Regions from separate parts of the Gossypium arboreum genome. Here region 1 is linked to region 2. Evidence: chromatin contacts called from public Hi-C data. All regions are on one chromosome and are shown on one strand. The core of a region is the stretch at or near the end of the contact, and the rest is flanking DNA. Distances in the headings are between cores, read along the strand shown.

Region 1 (5,797 bases), core at 2,858-5,357, 550 kb after region 2:
AAATTACTTTCACAATTTTAATCAACGTATACCTGTTCAAAGCCTGAACATATTTAATGACCATACCGCATCCCTTCTGGCAGAGTGTGCTGCAGTCCTAGAACACTTACAGATACCAATTAACATAATACTATTATTACCAGGAAATAAGTATTGTACGTGGTATTCTGTTTCTGACCATTCTGTGTAAATTGTTATTTATGGGGCAGGCTGCCATCGAAAAGTTAATTATACCAGACGAAATGGAGGAGAGCCTGTAGCAATTTGTCCATAGTCTCGGAGTGAACTTGTTTGAATGCAGAGTCCCTGTTGTCTGAGGTACTTGACATGCTACGCGATGTGGTTGTAGATGTCCGGAAGACATCTACAGACGAGCTTCATCCCAAATTGATCAGGAAGTGAGTAGCAGTTTAATTTATGCTCCGTCGCTTCGGGGATATCTGATAAAATTAGAACAATACAGAGTTTAATTTATGCTCCAAGCTTGGTTATGAGTAAACCTGGGACTAGCTTAACTTCCATTTATATTTCATGCCTGCAATGCACATATTGTTTTGATCAACAATGAGTTGTTCAATAGCCTTTAATCCCAAATGTGGTTTTTTGCCTTTTCAATAGTAATCAATAGCTTGGGATAAACCTTGTCTCAGATAAAGTTTTCTTGAGCATGATGCTTCTCATCATGAAATACATGCTTGACTTTTACCTAGATATTAATTATTGAATATTTATCATCCGTATCCATTGTGATAATAGATTTAGACATTTAAATTTGCTTAACTTTTACATGAATTGGATTTAGGTATCGAAATATAAATGCTTGTGAAATAAATAAATAAAAATTGACATCAAATTCGGATAGTCAGTGGATTTAGATATTCTAATAATATATTGCTAGAAATGTAACTTTCCGCACTATAAAATATAACTAAAATGTAACAGTATGCTGCTAAATAAAGCAATTTGGGATGCGAAATGAAACAAATAATAAAAAAGAATAGTTGTAAAAAGTTTTTTTTTTTTTTAAATTTATTAATATGACATTTTCGGAAAAAAAATTATTCATTATGTAGTCATATTGAATTTGATAAAATAATTTCAACATGGTAAGGAAATAATTCAAGAAGAAGCTGTACGATGTTGTTATCTTCTTGAAACAAATATTGGCCACGTTTTTTATACATTGCAATCTGATGGAATGAAGCAAGCGATTAAAATGGAATTCTTCAGCTATTGTTTATAGGCTAAGGAAAGTCATGCATTGCTTGAATTTTTATAATCATTGAATCTAAATTTACCCTTAAATAAAGGTCAAAGTTGGGGGATATTTAATGCAACCAAAAAATATCTTGCATGCTTCAAAATTGGCGCCGCCCATTCAACTTACTTTTGCTGCTTACTTTCACCCTTTCGTCTTTTTCAAACACCTTTCTTATGCTTCTCATTTTATTTACGTTACTTATTTCTAAATTTATTTTAATTTAAATTTTATTCTTCGAAATTATTTTAATTTAATGTTACATTATATTTCGATTATACCTTCTAATATTTAATTCTGATTATAATTATTTAATTCAAACTCATTTTTCTTCTTTATACAAATAAAATAGCAAGTTATATTAAAATTTGAATTTAAATTATTAACCGTATTTTTAAAATGTAAATGTATAAATTAATTGGACTAATTTAACTTTGTAAATAAAAGTAGACTAATTTATATTAAGAGTTTATTGTGGAAGTTTTCTTATAAATCAATTTCTTATATTTATTGGATTGAGTGGTAAGGAATTCAATATTAATAAAGAAGATATTGAGTTCTACCTTTTTAGATACAGAAAATAACGTTAGTAAAATTTGTCCTTCATTTAAGGGCATAATTCAATTCGACTTTAAATTTAGTTGAAACTCAATATAATTACCCAAAGACAGAGAACCTCAAACAAGAAAATGTATGAATCGGTTAGACTACATTTTACATTTTTTTTATACTCTACTTAAACTAAGTACAACCCTTCAATTTCTAAAGTGAAATATATTACGCAATTGAACATGTTTAAACTAATGTCTTTTATATTGTTGTGACAATAATTATATCAATTGAGCTAAGATTTAGTGGACAACTACATTTTACATTTTGATCGGTAAAACTTATACAGCTTAACAAAGTATGAACAAAATGTAAGCTTTTATAGAACAAAATTAATGTATTTTTATTTGATTATGGTTTCTTAATAAAAAAACGAATATTCATGCATAAAATGATAACAAATAAATTGTTGGAGCTGTTATAGAAGTAGTTACAACTGTAGTTACAACTATTCCTATAATAATTCATGATTTATAACTTATTTTATTTGAAGTTTGTAATCTTTTGAACTAAAATAGTTGAGTTATGATTTAAGTTGATTTAGTGAAAGCACAATAGTTCAATTATGAAGCCATTCTATAGGAGAAACAAAACATTGAAGATTGGGTCCATCCAAATCCCCTATTTCATTGAGATTGACACGACTGACATAAGAAAAATTTTGAAGATTTTTGAAGGAATAAATCCTAAAATTATATATGAACTATTGTTTAATGTGCAATTGTATACATAAACGTTGATTTTATGCAATTTTATAAATGAAATTTTAATTTGATGAAATTCTTGTGAATCATTAACACAATTATTGATATAATATCATTTTATGTTTATATATTGCATACATAAATAATTTTATTTATTCAAAATAAAAATAATTTGTTTTTTTATTTAAATGTGTATGATTAAATCACAATTAAAATTTCAAGTATACATTTCAATTACAATTAGAGTTTTATGTATACGATTGTACATTATACCAAAATTCATGTATAATTTTGAGATTTATCTCATTTCTGAATTATCCTAGAATTTATTAGGATATCAATACCTTGGTGGTAGATTAATATTGTAATTGATATGTATTTTAACAAGTCCAAAAATGCTTATATATTTGAGACTTGTATAGGTTAAAAGTACCAAGAGTTTTAGCACTTATTCTTTATTGGAACCTATTTTAGTAAATGTGTTTGCAAGTAAAACAAGTACAAATAAAGTTTTTCATAGAGAAATTTAACGGAAAATAATTTAAATGTATAATGTAAGTATGAAATTGCTACACTGATAAGTGTTAAAATTTAAATCATAGTTGGAAGATAGTAAATTTACTCTTTAAATAACATCTAATCAACGTAAGTGAACCAAATATTACTGTAATTCATATGTTATATGCTCAGTTAAGACAAATCAATTTTTTCTACACAAACATATAAATTTCGCTATTTAGCCTCCAAAACAGTGGTCTAAAGTTAGCTGTCACTTTCTTCATCCAAAGCTCTCATGGGCTTTAGCCAACCTAATCACCACCTACCAAAAATGATTGGAGCAAGCAACCGGTAGAGAAGAGGGATAATGGTTGGATTTTTCTTAATGTTTTTAAATATATATTACTAATATTATATAGTGTTTTAAATAAATCTGAATAAATATTGTTAATTATTATTTAAATTAAAATCAAATTAAATTGATTTTAAAACGAATTAAATTTAATTAAATGTTGGAAGGGATAATTACGAATCTCGAATATGAACTATGAAATGAAAATAAAGAATAAAAATAAAAAAATATAAGTTTAATTATTAATTTCTTTTCTTTACTTATAAATAATAGCAAGTTAAATTTTTATTTTAAACTTTTTAGGGGCGAAATTAAATTGTAATTTTATTATAGCAAAATATAATTTCACCAATTTAATAGTCTACATCTTTATAATTTTTAAATAATTAAATCAAATTATTATATTGTAGGAGAGCCTTTCTAATTTAAAATTTAAAATTTTTAAAAACTTAAATAAAAAATTTCATTTAAGGGCATGCTGAGTTTTGTTATTTGTTACATACAAATTGTTGAGCTATTAATTATATAGATGAACGATTTAACTGCAAAGTTTAATAATTTTATTGAAATGGACTAAGTTGAAAAGTTTGATAGATTAAAGTAGAAGAAAAAGATTTCAAAATTGATAAAGAAATAAAGAAATTCTAATATATAATTAATTTACTTGTTAAATTAAAAAACATTTGTGTTCTCCCCTTGCTATTCTTTCCCTTTATATAGAGCCCTCCCCTCCCCTCCTCTCCCTCAAACTCGAACAAATAATTGCTTCTCTCTCCCTCAAAAGTCAGCAATAAATCAAATCTAGTCAAAAGCAATGGAACAAAATCCACCAGTGATAGCCAAAAGAGTATGGAGCATAGTAAGAGCTGTTCTCTTCATGATGAAAAAGGGCATATTATCCAAAAGAAAGCTCATGGTTGATCTCAACATGTTGCTCAAACGCGGCAAAATAGCCAGCACCAAAGCCATTGCCAACCTCCCCATGTTCCACCGCCACCAGGTCTCTTCATCGGCGGCGGCGCCGGCCCAGGAGTACGAGTTCAGCTGCAGCAACACCCCTAACTACATCTTCCCTTTCAACATCCCCACCAAGAAGAAGAACAGCATTAACAACTACTACCACCACTTGTTCGCTTGTACCCACGCGCCTCCTACTCACGACGACGACACCGCCGCCATGAACGCCTTCAAGGTTGTCTTGGAGATGCTCAACAACAACATGGGAGTGGAAAGCGATGCTGCTGTTATTGCGGCTTCCCCTATGTTACCAGGGTTCGGACAAACTCCAGTGGTGAGACAACTTAGAATAACCGACTCTCCTTTCCCTTTAAGAGATGTTGATGAAGGTAATGGCAACGTAGATAAGGCTGCCGAGGACTTCATTAACAGGTTTTACAAGGATTTGAAGCTCCAAAATAACAACACTACTGCCTGAGTTATGACAGAACCATATCTTTGCCTCTGTTAATAATTTCCATGTTTGGAGGGAGTTGTTCATGCTTAATTTCTTTTTGGGGGGTTCTAATTTTGTTGTTGATAAAACAAATAAGAAAAGCCCTGGATTTTTCACTTATTCTTTCGTTATAAACTTTTCTATGTTAATCATGCGATCAAATATGGTTTTGGAGTTGAAAGCATTTAAGCAGCTCCTGATATCTTTAGTGGATTATTTTGGAGTATTGGAAATAATTCATGTATATTTGGTTTGTCGGTGGCAAATAAAAAGTTTTCCTTTTGCAATATATGAATATCAATATCAATCCTTAGGGTTTGAGGCAGATCTAAATTACAATGGCCGAATGGAAACCTTGATTCATCAATATGAAAAATAGCATAGCTTTTAAACCCTGAATCCCTCACTTCCAATGGAACTTCATTTTTATGTCTTTACAAATTGATACCATTCCACTAACTTAAAAGTGCACTTATATGGACCCTCTCCCTAAAAGACAAACAAAATAAAAACCCCTATTCCTATCCCTCTCCCTCTCACTTTTGCTTTTTCTTTTTCTTTCTTTTTTTTTTTTTTTGTTCCAAAGTTTAGCCAGAAAAAACAAACTATAATTGAGTTCTGCTCTTGTTTATTTTGAAATTTGGATTTATAGTAATATAGAAAAGTTAGAACAATAAATATGATTAGTGCAATTTAAATACAGGTCACATTTAAGACAGTAAATACTTTTAACAATCAAGCTATCATATGAGGTTTATATATTTATTTTAATTTAAAAGATTATATTTATATAAAATTTTATAATTCAGATTATATAAAATTTAAATAGTTAATATATATTCAAATTATTATGGAGAAATAATAATGAAAAGAATGTACAGAATCTCTTGCCTTAATAATAAATGTAGGTATAAAAATTTAAA
Region 2 (6,309 bases), core at 1,795-4,294:
ATTTCATATTGACTATGCAATTATAATTATTCTTTTTTTAAATTAATAATCGGATTGGGCTTATATATAATAATTAAAAATATAAAAAATTTCAAAATTTATCAAAACATTACTGAAGGCCCAAAACTCAAAATGGCCCGTTAAAGAAAAAAATATCTTAGAAACTAAGAAAAATAAACAGAAAATTCTAGAGTGTAATTATTACTATCGTCCTAATACCCAATCAGAAAAATTCTGACTTCTGTCTTTCCATCATTCTGTCATTTCAGTTTTAATGGCGCTACTGTTTTCAAAGGAAGCTTTAATCCCCGTGACTTTTGATCTGTTCATTTTGAAACTTCCTCACTTTCTCTCCATCTCCTTTCTTCTTCAATCCGGTTCTCTCATGCTATCATTTTCCATTTGGTTTTCAACATATTTGGGGACACTCTCAACTAGGTACATCTCTTCCTTCTTCTTCAAAGTTTCTGTTGCAAAAATATGGGCTAAAACATTTGTTGTTCTTGGGGTATATTCGAACCATAGACTTCTGGATCTGATCTTTAACTGATGAATATCATGTATATAAGCCCCTATCTATGATTTATCATACCCTTTAGCCTTGCATTTCTTTATTATCGATAAAGAATCGCCCTCAATGATGATTTATGGCCATTGCATGTCAATTCCTAACTGGGTTGCTTTACAGCAAGCAAAGGCTTCAACAGCAAAGGCGGATGACACTCTTTGAAGAATCTTTGAGCATGATAGGAGGACGAGCCCTTCACTGTTTTTGACGACTATTTTGGATGCCGACTGATGATTCCGCTCATCATAGGCTCCATCAAATTTAATTTTTATTGTTTGGCCAGGTGGGTGTTTCCATTTTATTTCCTCCTTTAAACCTTTGGATGTTATTTTTCCAACACCGTGTAGCTTTGTTATATAGTTGTGGACAAATTTTGCTATCTCCTGACCAAATCTGTTTGTCTTTTTATGAATACAAGCATTTCTGTCTCCCTAGATGGCCCATAGCGCACAGCAAAATTTTTGCAATGACTGAAAGGATGTTGAACGAAAACCCTAGTAAGCCACTGTTCAAATGTTATATTAGATTCCTGTTTAAAGTTTGAGGTCGATAATGCTCTCCAAAATGACACTGAAATAAGACATTTGCGGAAGAGGTGGTCTATTGATTCTGCTCCTTCACTACAACGGGGGCATGCAAAATTGTTTACTAGTTTTCTGTATACCATGTTAGCCCTTGTAGGCAGATAGTTCCATGAGATTTTCCAAATTGTAACTTTAATTTTGGTAGGTAGATCTAAGAGCCAAAGTTTTTTTGTAAAAATCCCTGTAGTCGGTTTGTAAAGCATAAGCTCTAGGATAAAAAATTTGTAATAGTTTGTAGGCACTTCGAACAGAGTATTCTCCCGAAGGTTCCCCGCTCCACGTCAGGATATCAACATGAGGTTCTTTCACCAACGGGATGCTAAGGATCTTTTCTACTTCTACTTCTGGGAAGGTATTGACAATCAGCTTTCTCTTCCATTTCCTTTCATTAGAATCAATTAACTCAGCAACTTTAAAATCTGACAAATTAAAATTACTTGACGATAGTCTAAAGTTTCTTGAATCTGGAATCCAATTGTCATTAATAACGGAAATGATCGTACCCAAACCTACCTTCCAGCAAAATCCTCCTTCCAAAATACCCTTACTCGCCCATATACTCCTCCATACAAAAGTGCTATTATTTCCCAATCACGAGTTTAAAAAAAATCTTCTGGAAAATATTTTGCTTTAAATACTTGCGCAACTAAAGAATTTGGGTAATTTAAGAACCTCTATCCTTGTTTTCTTAGTAATGCGATATTAAATAGTCATACTCTCGAACCCCATTTTGCCTTCCTCTTTAGGACGACACAAATGTTTCCACTAGCACCATTGTATTCCTCTTTTCCCGTGGCCCTTTTGCCACGAAAATCTAGCACAAATATTTTCGATCTCTCCATATAATAAATTTGGTAGAAGAAAGCAAGACATAGCATACGTAGGTATTGCCTGTAGTACTGATTTAAAGAAGATCTCCTTTCTCCCTTACGATAGAAACTTAGTGACGCAGCATTTAATTCCCAGAGACCTTTTTTTTTTTAAATTTTGAAAAGATTCGATTTACCGTCTGCCTAGAACATTAGGGAGAGCCAAATATTTTTCAAGATTTGTTAAGCTTCTTATTCCTAGCATTGTTGAGACTTCTTTTTTTTTCTTCTTTTGTATTTGAGTTGTAGAAGATCGTTGATTTATTAAAGTTTACACATTGCCCTGAGCAGCTTTCATATTCCTTTAGTATCCCTTTCAAAATTGTCGCACCCCTAATTGTTACTTCACCAAACAAAATACAATCATCCGCAAAAAGTAGGTGAGATAACTCCGGCCCTCTTTTGCTTGCTTTTTCACCTTTTAGCAAACCCTCTACCATTTTTTATCTCATCAATGATGAAAGTTCTGCACTACGTATTAGAAAAAGAAATGGACTAAGGGGATTACCTCGGCTAAGCCCCTTTATAGGTTGAAAAGTTCCTCCCTTCTTTCCATTGATATTTACTACATAAGAGATTGTGGTAATGTATTTCATAATTAATACCACCCACTCCCTTGAGAAGCCTATTTGTAACAGTACTATCTTTATAAAGTCCTATTCAACTCTATCATAAGCTTTACTCATATCTAGTTTCACTGCCATATATTCTTTTCTCCTGTTCCCTTTTGTCGAAATCTGTGTAGAATTTCTTATGCTAAAAGCACATTATCATATATAAGTCTCCCTGTACAAAAGCGCTTTATGCTTTACCAATGTAGCTACCAATAACTTCTAGTAAACAATTTGCTAATATTTTTGCCACAATTTTATATATGACAGTACAAAAACAAATATGTCTAAAGCTAACTAATTTTGTAGGATTTTGGACTTTTGGAATAAGAATTTTATCAGTCATATTAAGAGAGTTGAAATTTTGGTCCCTATTCAGGATACCTAAGCAGAAGTTCTAAACATCTTTACCTATTATGCGGCAACACCCTTGAAAGAATAATACTGGAAAGTAAAAAGGTCTTGGTACTTTTGTAGGCCCCATTCCTCTTAAAGTTGTTTGCACTTTTTCTGCCGTAAAAGGAGATAATAAAGCTGAATTTAACTCAATAAAAAAATTTCCTTCAATGCCCATAAGAAGATTTGATGGGTCTTCAACTCCATTTTTCATAAGAAGCTCCTGAAAGAATGAAGTAATAACCTCTTTAATCTCTGAATCATTAGTAATTTCCCTTCATACAATTACAGCCTATAAATTGTGGTAGATAGTCTACAAATTTAGGCGCATTAGTGAAAAAAGGCTGAATTTTTATCCCCAAGCAGAATCTAATTTGCTCTTGCCCTTTGTTCCCAGTATATTTCATCTTTATTAATCTCCATATTAAGATGAATTGTAGTATCAATAATTTTAGCCATTGTTTCATCATACCTTTCTTTCTCTAACAAAACTGAGAGTTCCTTTTTTAACTTTCTTTTTAGTCCCTCTCTACCTCTTTTAATTGTGCTTGCCCATCTCTTCAAACAAAACAATAATTTTTGAAGTTTCTCTATTAACGTCCGTGTTGAGGATTCCCATGATAACTTTACCTCTTGTTCGAAAGACTCTTCCATGGTCCACCACTTCTCAAATTTAAATTTTAGACTCCCTGTAAACATGATTCCATTGTTTGTATTTAAAACGAGAGGGCACTGACCCGACATTGAATAGGGTAGATGTTGAAGACTTACCATTTGAAACAGATTCATCCATTTTTTCATTTGTAACTACCCTATCAAGTCTCTCTTTTATTTTTATTTTTGGCAAGTTCCCCTTTTCCCATGTGAACCAAACCCTCGAGTAACCTATATCCATAAGCTAGCATTCCTCTAAAACCTCTTGAAAGGCTTTCATTCTCCTCTGCTCTATATGAATTACTCCAATTTTTTCAAAGGAGTACATAATCTCGTTAAAATCACCACTTACTAACCAAGGATGGTTGTTTTCTTGGCCCAATTTTCTTAGTAGATTCCACAAAAAATTCTTATGGTTCGAATAAGGTGAACCATAAAACCCCGTAAACTGCCAATCTTCTTTAGTAGAATCCTCTTTTATGATTACATCAATGTGGTTCTTAGAAAAACTTCTCAAATTAACCGTGATATCTCCTTTCCAAGCTAAACACTGTCCACCACGAGAACCTTCAGTTTCAATGTCAATCCCATTCATAAATCCACAGCTCCTTCTAACTTGTTCCATAAGTTTTTTTTTTTAAACAATTTTAGTCTCCATTAAGAAGACCATATGGGGATTATGTTGCTTTAACAAATGCCGCAGCCTCCGTACCGACCCTGGACTCCCCAACCCACGGACAGTCCAATATATGTTTTTCATTGCGCCCGGTCGGCTTGCCATTTGGCAGCTGACGATCCTAAACTGTTGGGAACATCATTTTGTTTCAAATTTTCATTCATCATACCCATGGGAACTTTTGCTCGGTCAATTATTCCTTTTTATTCTAATCTTTTTACTCCATCTTCATATGAAAATTCTGTGTTGTTATCTCCTTTATCAAATTTTGGAAATTTTCGCTTCCCCATAGTGCTTTCATCCCTTCTTTTATCTATCAAAATCCTTGGAGCAATTCTCTTCCAGCTTGATTTTTCATTAAAGTTGAATTTTGCCCCAGTTCACTGGATCTTTCAATCTTCTCACTAGTTTGCATCATAGTAGAGCCTTCCTCCTGATTCTTTAACACTACCTCCAAACCCATCACTTGAAGTCCATTCTGATCCAGCTTGATTTGTCAGTAAAGATGAATTTTGCCTGATTCTTTGGGTCTCCCATGCGTATTACCTTCAACGGATTTATTAATTTTGTTGTGCTTTGTTTTCGTGTTTCCTGTGAAAGAGCATTGAAACACCATCTTCTTTGAGAAAGTATTTAATTTTATACTCTCCTTTCTAATTAAATTTGATTCAGCTTTTAGTGCTAAAGTGTATGGTGGATCGTCTCTAATTTTATTGATTTCTACAAGATCTAGCACAAGACAATTGTTAATACTATGCCCCATTCTTCTACATCCAAAACAAAAAATCTGTAACTTATCCTATTAAAAAGAAATCCACGATTTAAAATTATTGTCACTTGAAACAAAAATATCTCTTCGAAAGGGTTTCTACACCTCCAGGTTTTTTCTTAACCTGCATAAATCACCAATAATTTTAGATCTAATTACTCCTCCAAAAGTAACACCAATGGCATGTAAAAGATCTTTTTTGTCGAATTTTGGCAAACATGAGCCCGTTCTGATCTAGAACGAAGAAGAGAAGAGCCGAATCTGATTTCTCTCTATCGGTTTATTGGCAGACACAAGCCCATTCTGATCTAGAATGGAGAAGAGAAGAGCAGAATCTAATTTAAGCCGATCAAATAAAACTGGGTATTTTTGAAACAACCATGGGCGTCCCTCCATAATTGTCTCCAAATCTTCTTCTAGATCAAACACAATTGAAAAGAGATTCTGACCTACCAATCGGATCTCAAATTTTTTTTAGTCTTCCATGTGCTCTTCATCTGCGCCCTAAAACTTTCTAGATTGTAGGGCTTTTTTGTCCAAATTGAACATATAAGGGTAGGTTTTGCATTTTGTACCACTATCGAGCACTGAACTGATAATTGGATTAGTTTTTCCGCCAGTAGAGATATCTCATCTCTACCCTCCCTGTTGTCGCCACCGCTCTCCTCTATCCCAAGCTGTAGTAGTTACTGCTTTCTCAAGGACTCTTTGGAAATCACTCTTGGTTTTCAGAGAGAGTTCATAATTCAATTATAATTATTCTTATTACTTGTTGCCTCACCCAAAACAAATTGCTCCCCACAAAATTTTAAAATAAAATCTACTAATTAAAAGAGGAAATAAATTGCCAATATATTGTTATAGATCATGCTAAATATGATTTGACCATATACGAAGCTATTTTATTTAGAAACAACTTCATGTTTATAATAAGACCTTGGCTCGAAACAAAAGAAACAATAACCATTACCTTACTCATATATTTATTATACCACATTTCTCAATTAAATTCAATTTCAACTAGGATTCCTCATCTTTTTGCTTAAAGAAAATCATGATTACCACTTCAGAATATCCCATATGCAAATCAATTCAATGGCTTTCTATAAAATAAGATAAACTCACATTAAATTAGAGGCTATCATGTTGTCATCTGATTATTCGTCAATTTATTTTAACAGT

Evidence for each region. Hi-C and Micro-C count contacts between places; a contact is called where the count stands out from the background.
Region 1: a contact with region 2 is called in a Hi-C map of leaf, with 5 times the contacts expected there. The contact joins the promoter of LOC108482249 here to the enhancer-like site in region 2. A contact is called at or near these places in 2 of 5 Hi-C or Micro-C datasets (both in leaf).

Annotation. Positions count from the first base shown.
Region 1 is chr2:27,307,145-27,312,941 of ASM2569848v2, forward strand. LOC108482249 reads left to right here and starts at 4,108. Exons shown (of 1, transcript XM_017785367.2): 1 at 4,108-5,161. The coding sequence starts at 4,236. The coding sequence ends at 4,856. LOC108481004 (cell division cycle protein 27 homolog B-like) reads left to right here. Exons shown (of 16, transcript XM_017784162.2): 16 at 210-639. The coding sequence ends at 260.
Region 2 is chr2:26,756,262-26,762,570 of ASM2569848v2, forward strand. LOC108467243 (a long non-coding RNA gene) reads left to right here and starts at 182. Exons shown (of 4, transcript XR_008277510.1): 1 at 182-438; 2 at 689-851; 3 at 987-1,504. Within about 2 kb of position 3,045, at least 1 of the 2 cell types and tissues checked has an H3K27ac peak or open chromatin away from gene starts, as enhancers often do. A contact at or near this core is called in leaf, where this site is marked.